3 separate regions of the Mus musculus genome follow, and all the other regions are linked to region 3. Evidence: chromatin contacts called from public Hi-C and HiChIP or PLAC-seq data. All regions are on one chromosome and are shown on one strand. The core of a region is the stretch at or near the end of the contact, and the rest is flanking DNA. Distances in the headings are between cores, read along the strand shown.

Region 1 (2,760 bases), core at 100-2,599, 220 kb before region 3:
CAAGATGATAGAAGATCATCAGTACCTAGGGAGCTCGAGGTATAGTATGGCTCAGTAGACTGAGCACATGCCTGGCATGTATAAAATCTGGGGCTCAAGTCCCAGCACTGCATAAACCAAGTGGTGCATGGCCATCATCCATAATAAAACACTGGGGAGGTAGAGGCAGGAAGATCAGAAGTTCAAGGTCATCTTTGGCTACATAGTGAGTTTAAGGCTCGGCCAGCCTGGGCTATATGAGACATTGTCTCAAATAACCAACTTCAAACAAACAAACAAACAACATCAAAGTCACACACCATCGGTTCTATGTCCAAGTATTAGCAAAGATAAACTCAAAGCTGAGACTGAGGTGAGCGAGATGACTCAGCGGGGGAAGGTGCTTTGCCACGAGGCCTAATGCCCTGAGTTTAGTCTTCAGGACCCACACCACATGGTAAAAAGAGAGAACGGATTCCCTAAAGGTGTTCTCTAACTGCCACACATGTGCTGTGGTCCCTCCATGCACTACACTGATAAGTAAGTGTAACTAAAAAGAAAATGAAATTAAGAAAATGATCACATTAATAACATGAGTATAATACTTAATAATAAATGAGTTTTTATAAATAAAATGTCTATAACCAGCCAACATAGATACGTAGATTGTTAGTGAGGTGGGACAGTGTTGAGGGGAAAGTTTCTTTTTTTCCTCTTTCTCTCTCTCTTTCTCTTTCTTTCTTTCTTTCTTTCTTTCTTTCTTTCTTTCTTCCTTTCTTTCTTTCTTTCTTTCTTTCTTTTTTTCATGTGTGTATGTATCCCTGGCTGCCCTGAAACTCATTCTGTAGACAAGGCTAGCCTCGATCCACTTGCCTCCAGAGGGCTGGGATTAAAGTTATGCCTTGTGTGTCGGAAGGTTTTATGAGGAGGGAAGAATTCTAAAATTAGATTATGGCCATTGTGCACAACTTTGTCAATACACTAAAATTATAATACTGGGCATTTCAAATGGATTGATTCTATCTCCATAAAGCTTCTCTTGAATCAGTTGGTAGGGCAAGGGTTATACAATGCATAGTTGAACCTTGGAAAGGCCCAGGCCTTGTATGCTGGGAGCTGCTGAACGTGTCCCAAGAAGCAGGGGAACTGCTCAAACACCTGCCTCTCTTTTATTGTTCATTACGGTTTTAAGACAGGGTCTATACTTGAATTCAGTGTGCAGTAAGGAATCTATGCAGATGAAGAGCTGACTGACGCCTGGGTTTAGCAGTCTAGGGACCTGGAAGCATCACAGAGCACAGCCAGTCACAACACAACTGCCATTACCCAGGCTAGGCTAGAAAGAGCCCCCAAGCCTCCAGAACCCAGCCGATCTCTAGTGTCACTAGGTGGCGATCCTGTGTAATAAATATGGAGAACTAATGGCTTTCAACACACTGCCAGAAATTGATTAATGAGGTCGTTTAGGTACCACTCCCAGCCAGAGTGACTGCCAACTCAGTGCAGAAGGGCCACTGAGCAGAGCTGGCTCCGTCCTCAGCAGAGCGGATGGCAGAGACTTTCAGGAACTGTGTCAACGACTTGTGAAACAGTCATTAAAAGCCAAATCTTACCAACTTACAATTAAATTAGCAAACGAAATAAGCAAGCTTCATCCCATCCCATCCCCCACCCCGTCCCCTTCTGTCCCCCTCCCCAGTCCCACACACTTTCTGAGTAGCCATGCTGGTGGCTCAGCCTGACCTGGCTATGGTGTGTATATTTACTATGTATCCTAGTTTGCTGCCCGTTGCTGCCATGAAACACTGACAGAAGCAAGTTGCTCTGGCTGTGCTTTATTACAAAGGGAAGTCAGGGCAGGAACTCAAGGCAAGACCCAAGCGAAGACCATGGAAGAATACTGCTTACCAGCTCGCTCACTTGGCTTTCTCATACAATTCAGGACCCACCCACCTAGGAGTATACTGCCTGCCGACATCAGTCCGTAAGGAAATGCTCCACAGGCTTGCCTCCAAGGAAAATCTGATAGCAGCAATTTCTCAGTTGAGGTCTGTCTTCCCAGATAACCCTAGCTTGTGTCAAGTTGACAAAAAAGGAAGCCATTTAACCCCAGGAACTGGCAACTGTTGCAATTTAGGCATTTTTGTTTAGTTTTATTACTCCCTGCTGCTCAGGAGACCAGACCCTTCCTGAATTCACCCTCATGGAAAATGCTTTCCTAGGCTGGAGAGATGACTCAGCAGTTAAGAGCACTCGCTGTTCCTGCAGAGAACCCTGATTTGGTTCCCAGCACCCACATAGTGACTCACAACTGTAATGCTAGTTCTGCTTTTTTTCTGGCTTTTGAGAACACTAGGCACATACACGATGCACAGACACACCTCCAGGCAAAATATCTTTACACATGAAAAGATAAAAATGAAAATTGGAAAATGCTTTTCTGAGCCGGGCTCGACAGCATACACCTGTAATTCTAGCACTTGGGGAGGCTGAGGCAGGACAATCTCATCTCCGTGAGCTCAAGGCCAGACTGAGATGGACATAATACATCTGGATCCAGATATCAAATAAAAAAAAAAACCAGCAGGCTGTCCCTCCATTTGTTTTGAACTGTCTGTGCAATTTTGGGTAATTTTGGCCCCTCTGCTATTTTGTGTTGTTTGTATTTCTAATATCCACCCCACCCCCCACCCCCAGCAACACACACACACACACACACACACACACACACACACACACTCGAGGATTGAGAACTGTGTTATAAAGACAGAGCCTTCACTG
Region 2 (2,738 bases), core at 30-2,529, 130 kb after region 3:
ACACTTGTAGAGGTGACTAATCCTGCTTGGCACACAGAGGGTCTCCTGGAATGACACTGGGCTCCAAGCCTGGATATTATTGGGTTCCTCATTTATTTCCTTTCGGAAAGTACACAGTAGACCAAGGTCTCACTCACAGGCATGAAAAATGGGGTGCTAGCTAACAAGAGGCTTTCTGGCTCCAGTCAACATCCCGCAGTGATCCTTCCTGCTTCCCCCTTGGAAAACTTTGGTACCTGCCCCTGGTTGGTTTCCTGCCTCACCCCACCCCACCCGGCCCACATAACCCATCCTTTATCCTGCCTGCTCTTTCCTTCTGTTTCCCTTCAGCCCCCTGACCTCCCAGTTGCACTTTGGTTTTTTTTAGATTTTCCTTTGTCATGTGTATGAATGTTTCACTCGCATGTCTATCCATGTACCACTTGTGCCTGGTGCAGGAGGAGGTCAGAGAAGGGCAATGGATCCCTGAGCCTCCCTGTGGGTGCTGGGAATCGAACCTGCATCCTCTGGAAGAGGAGCCAGCAATCTTAACCACTGAGCCACCTCACCTGGCCCTTCCAGTTGCACTTCTGTTTTCCTTTGCTAACAGCACTGTCTAGCTGTTTCCCTCCCCCTCCTCCTTGTCCTTCTCCTGTTTCTTCTCCTCCTCCTCTTCCTTCTTCTCTTTCTTCACATTCTCCTTCCTTATTCTTCTCCCACAGAGAACCAGCAATCAAGTTAATCAAATGTTCCACCCAACCTGTGTTGTAACAGCTCAGTGCTTGCCTCGTGCCTTTATTTTCTTGAGCACAGGTCACAATACGCTTTCTGTCACCCTCCCTGCAAGCTGGAAAGTAATTAGAGCCCACGACAGTGTCTTGCTTAACCAGCAGACAAGGTGCTCTTTCAGTTTGGCCAAAAGAAACTAGTTCCTAGCGGGGGAAATAAAATCTTTTAAGGCAATTAAGATCGATTTGTTTGCTTTCTTTGCTATGGACATGATTATCAAGATCACTGGTCGCATGCGTGTGGGTTTCTTTTTTTCCTTTCCACCCTGTGAGTCCTGGGGTTTAAACTCAGGTCATTGCCTTGGCAGCAAGCTGCTCCATGGAGTCGGCTGTCCAGGGCTTGTTCATTCTCTCATTTGAGGTAGGGTCTCAGACTATAGTCCAGATTCATCTGAAACTTGATGCCTCAAAAATTCCAGCAATCCTGATTCACCCTCTGGAATGCAGGGACTGCATGTACAAGGCACCACACCTGGCTGAAGTGCATTTCAACCTTTCTTCCTCCAGGGCTGGGCAGGGCACATCCGTTTAAACAATTACACATTTCACCCAAGGCAATGAGGATGAGGCCAGCAAGACTACTTCCAAGCTGATTTGTGGGCTGAGGGTGAAGTTTAGAGACAGAGCATTTAGAGGCCCTGGATTTGATCCCCAGTATCATACGTGCATGTGCACACACAGACACACACACATACATGTGCACACACACATATGCATGTGCACACACACACACATGCAGACACACACATGTGCATATGCGCACATAGACACACAAACACACACATACACACACAAACACACACACACACACGTGCACTGCATTGCCTGAGGTGAACCCATTACATGGAGCTCTGTCATTTTCTACAAGTCACTTTCTTCCCTTACACAATTCACCTTTAATGGTAGAGACAGATGCCTGCCTATAGCCTAGGCAAGAGGCCACTAGTGGAAGTACAAACTACCCAGCAGCTCAAAGGAGGCAGACGGAGAGATACTGGCTCAAGAGCAGGTCCAGCGTTCAGAAAGAACCTGACCATTACCAGGAACTAACAAAAGTACCCATGGGGATCTGCAACCCTATAGGTGGAACAACATTATGAACTAACCAGTACCCTGGAGCTCTTGACTCTAGCTGCATATGCATCAAAAGATGGCCTAGTCGGCCATCACTGGAAAGAGAGGCCCATTGGACACGCAAACTTTATATGCCCCAGTACAGGGGAACACCAGGGCCATAAAAGGGGAGTGGGTGGGTAGGGGAGAGGGGGTGGGTGGCTATGGGGGACTTTTGGTATAGCATTGCAAATGTAAATGAGCGAAATACCTAATAAAAAATGGAAAAAAAAAAAAGTACCCATGGGGACAAAGAAAAAAACAAATCAACACAAAACAAAAACAAAAACGAGCCTTTGAAGGTGAGGCAGTGTCGGTAGGCCTGCGGTCTGGCAATCCTTTCCCTCCAGCTGTCTGCTGGGCTGTCTTGTGCCCGTCAGGTATGGGCCTCAGTACCAGTTCTCCTTGGATGCCCTCCAGACTCTCTACTCTCCCATGGAGACAATTTAGGTCCCAGGGTCACAGGAGCCCTTGCTCCTTTTGGTACTTCTCACACTATTCTGGTTTGAATATAAACTGTGCCGCTCCCCACCTCCACAAGTGTCTAAGCATATGTCCCCATAAGCTAGCCCTGTTCTGAAGGGTTGTGGGGCATTTTGTCACTGTGGCCTAGCTCTCAGAAGTGGGTCTCTAGGGGATGGCACGAAAGGTGTTATCTACCTCTGGTTCAGACCCAAGGTTCTCTTGGGATCCACCAAGATAGGAACGAGAGTTCCCAAGTTCCCACAATGACAGGTGAAGCCAACACAGCCAACTATGTCTTCCCATCCGTGACAGCTGTACCTTCCAAACTGGGAGCCCAAACAAACCTCTCTTTCTGTCACCGAGGTAAGAAAAGCCACTAGTACACATACACAC
Region 3 (2,889 bases), core at 70-2,569:
GCAGCGAGCAGGCAGGCAGAGTGGGTGCTTTTGTTTTTCTCTGCTCTTGACTGTGGGTGTGTTAGAACCAGCTGTCTCAAGTTCCTGCATCTGTGACTTTCCTGCAGCGATGAACTGTAACCTGGAATTGTGAGCCAAATAAACTGTTTCCTTCCCAAAGTTGCTTCTGACAGGTGATTTCATTCCAGCAACAGGAATGAAACTAGGACACCTCCTAATTATGTATTCTTGAATTATCTACTGCAAACAATGCTGCTGTAAATATTCTCCTTACTAGCCAAGAAGAGAATCTTCTAGAAGAGTACACTTAAGAGTAAAACAGCAGCTAAGGTACAACTCAGGTGGTACTCTGGATACTGGGAGCCAAACTGGGGTCCTTTCCAAGAGCAGTACCTACCCTTAACCAACTAGCCATCTCTCTAGTCCCCTTTTGTTTGTTTTTGATGCTGATAATCAGTAAATGTTCCTTATACAGCCTGGATGTGAAGTCATCATTGGTTATAGGTGTTGCAAACAACTGGCCTATCACATGTCTGTTAGCTTCATGATGTCATGCGCAATAAAAATCCTTGCTATTTTCCAGAGTCAAAATCAGAATTATTTTTTCCCAAGGTTTATACACTCCAGGCTCACAGCCACCTGTAGGTCCAGTTCCAGGGGATCCCACATCTTCTGACCCCCGTGGGCACTTGCACTTGTGTCCACATAAGCACATATAGATTTGTTTAGGAAAGTCTTCTACGATTGGTGTCACAAAAATATCCCGTTTTTTTTTTTTTGTTGTTGTTAGTTTTTATTTTATCTTTTATGTAAGGTCTTTTGATCATTTATCCAATCAGAGAAAAGAGCAGGCTGAGCTTGAACTCACAGAGACTGCCTCTGCCTCTGCCTCTGCCTCTGCCCCCCCCCCCCGCCCCTGCCCCCCACATTGCCCCCGCAGCCCTCCCCCATCGCCTCCGCCTCTGCCTCAAGAGCTTGGAACAAAGGCCTGTGCCACTATGTCTGATCAGTTTTGTTGTTGTTGTTGTTGTTTTCTTGTTTTTAAACCAAAAAGCCTAGGCTGGCCTCCACAAACTTGACAAATAACTGAAAATGGCTTCGAACTCAATCCTCCTGGCTCTCCTCAGGACTTTTGTTTCTCAGTCTTAAATGTTTGAACAGAACCCCTGTGTCTCAGTACAGCCACCAAAGACCAACACACTTCAACTTTCCCTGTCACATGCTGAAATAGTCTAAAGAAACAAAACAGTTCAGGAGAGCCTCTAGGTCAGTGGTTCTCACCTCCCGAGTGGTCCTATTCTTGAATACAGTTCCTCCTGCTGTGGCGACCTCATCCACAACATCGCTTTTGTTGCTATGTCAGAACTGTAATTTTGCAGTGTTATGGATTGTAATGTAAATATCTGTGTTTTCCTGTGGTCTCAGGTGACTCCTGTGAAGGGATCTCTTGACCTCCCCCTCAGGGGTCAAGACTCACAGGTTGAAAACTGCTGTTAGGTCAAGTGCAAAACAAAGCCCAAGGTCCAGAAGAAACTTCCATGGGTCAGATTTTCATGAGAGTCAAAGAAACAAAGTCTAAATACCTGTTTCTCTTCAAGAAGAGGTAAAAGGCAGCTGGTGGGGGCTGAAGTGGAAAATAAGAAAAGTCCCCATGGTGAAGAGATTCCTTCCATCAGTTTCTGGAAACCTGCAATCCTTCCTGTCCTTCCAGGGTAGACTTTGTATAAGTCACTAACAAACACCTGTGATGTATCTTTGGGCTAGGCTCACTGAAACTGTTACCAGAGCTGTTAGGGTCAAAGACTGTTAGGGTCATGGCGTCCCTAACAAGCTAGGCCTAGTTCCACATCCTCAATGTGCCAATTGAAAAGACAGAAACAGTAAGAAGCTAAGAAGGGAGATGTGTTTATTCAGAGGAAGAACAAAGGGACCTCGTGACACTCTTCCCCCACCTCCTTCCCCAGCATCCTACATGAGGCTTCAACTTGAATGGAAAGTAGGAAGAATGCAGAACTAAGCCATCCCAGGCAAGGAAGGTGTGGTCTCGCCCATCACCAACCCATCACCTGTCTCTCCTGTACCATAGTCTGACAATCCTGGGGGACAAGTTCCTCCTCTGCCTGGTAGCAGGCTCCAGCCTTCACCTCCTACTATGGTGAGACATCTGAGAGTGAGGAATTAGTTCCCTGGGGACCATTCAATAAGTCTGATACCTAAAGGGAGGATCACAAGTGTATCTATTTAGAATATCTACACTCTCCACAAGGTTGTCTCTTTTAGAAGTTCTCCTAGCCATTCAAAGATTTATAGCTCTCCAGTTCAATTGTAGAATCGATTTGCCCAGACATTTTGCTGGCCCCTACACTGTGGCACCCCACCCACAATGTCAGCACTTGTGAGGTAGAGGTAGAGGATCAGGAGTTCCAAGATTATCATTGGCTACACATAACACACACACACGCACACACACACACACACACACACACACACACACACACACACACGTGCGCGGACACTCTCACACACCACCACAACCACCATCACCATCACAACAACAACAACAAAACAAAAACCCCAACTTGCTACAAATTTAAAATTTCACTTACATATAATTTCAGGAGAAATTATATCTTTTTAAAACTCTAGAATTCAGAGAGAGCTGGGCTCAGGCCATGCCTATCAGCAGAGTCTGTTTCTTCTATAAAGGAACACTCCTGACCAACACTCCTGCCTGTGAATCTCTGACTCCCTACTAGACTCCTCGGGTGTGCAGGGATTCCTAGAGAAGGGCAGGGCCACTCTCACTTCTCCAAGGAAGTCCAGCTGTGTTCTGCCATTCTTCCATTTTCTCAGAGTCCCACATTCCTTCTTGGTAATGCAAGATACCCT

Evidence for each region. A called contact is a pair of places that touch in the nucleus more often than the background predicts. HiChIP or PLAC-seq counts read pairs in DNA pulled down with a chosen protein or histone mark.
Region 1: a contact with region 3 is called in a Hi-C map of embryonic stem cells, with 2.1 times the contacts expected there. The contact joins two enhancer-like sites. A contact is called at or near these places in 2 of 15 datasets of contacts at CTCF or cohesin (large pre-B cells and pro-B cells), 9 of 484 Hi-C or Micro-C datasets (bone marrow-derived macrophages, embryonic stem cells and pre-B cells) and 3 of 115 datasets of contacts at active chromatin or transcription factors (all in embryonic stem cells).
Region 2: a contact with region 3 is called in an H3K27ac HiChIP or PLAC-seq map of embryonic stem cells, with 5 read pairs. The contact joins two enhancer-like sites. A contact is called at or near these places in 1 of 39 promoter capture datasets (macrophages), 2 of 484 Hi-C or Micro-C datasets (liver and nephron progenitors), 3 of 115 datasets of contacts at active chromatin or transcription factors (embryonic stem cells and pancreatic cancer cells) and 2 of 9 other capture datasets (adipose tissue and liver).

The regions. Positions count from the first base shown.
Region 1 is chr9:70,391,355-70,394,114 of GRCm38.p6, reverse strand. All of the region lies in intron 26 of Myo1e (myosin IE), which reads right to left. Among named protein-coding and RNA genes, the nearest start is that of Mir5626, 13 kb to the left of the region's middle. Within about 2 kb of position 1,349, at least 28 of the 459 cell types and tissues checked have an H3K27ac peak or open chromatin away from gene starts, as enhancers often do. A contact at or near this core is called in embryonic stem cells, where this site is marked.
Region 2 is chr9:70,046,537-70,049,274 of GRCm38.p6, reverse strand. No RefSeq gene overlaps it. Among named protein-coding and RNA genes, the nearest start is that of Gcnt3, 9.8 kb to the right of the region's middle. Within about 2 kb of position 1,279, at least 74 of the 459 cell types and tissues checked have an H3K27ac peak or open chromatin away from gene starts, as enhancers often do. A contact at or near this core is called in embryonic stem cells, where this site is marked.
Region 3 is chr9:70,175,576-70,178,464 of GRCm38.p6, reverse strand. No RefSeq gene overlaps it. Among named protein-coding and RNA genes, the nearest start is that of Gm39476, 17 kb to the right of the region's middle. Within about 2 kb of position 1,319, at least 2 of the 459 cell types and tissues checked have an H3K27ac peak or open chromatin away from gene starts, as enhancers often do. A contact at or near this core is called in embryonic stem cells, where this site is marked.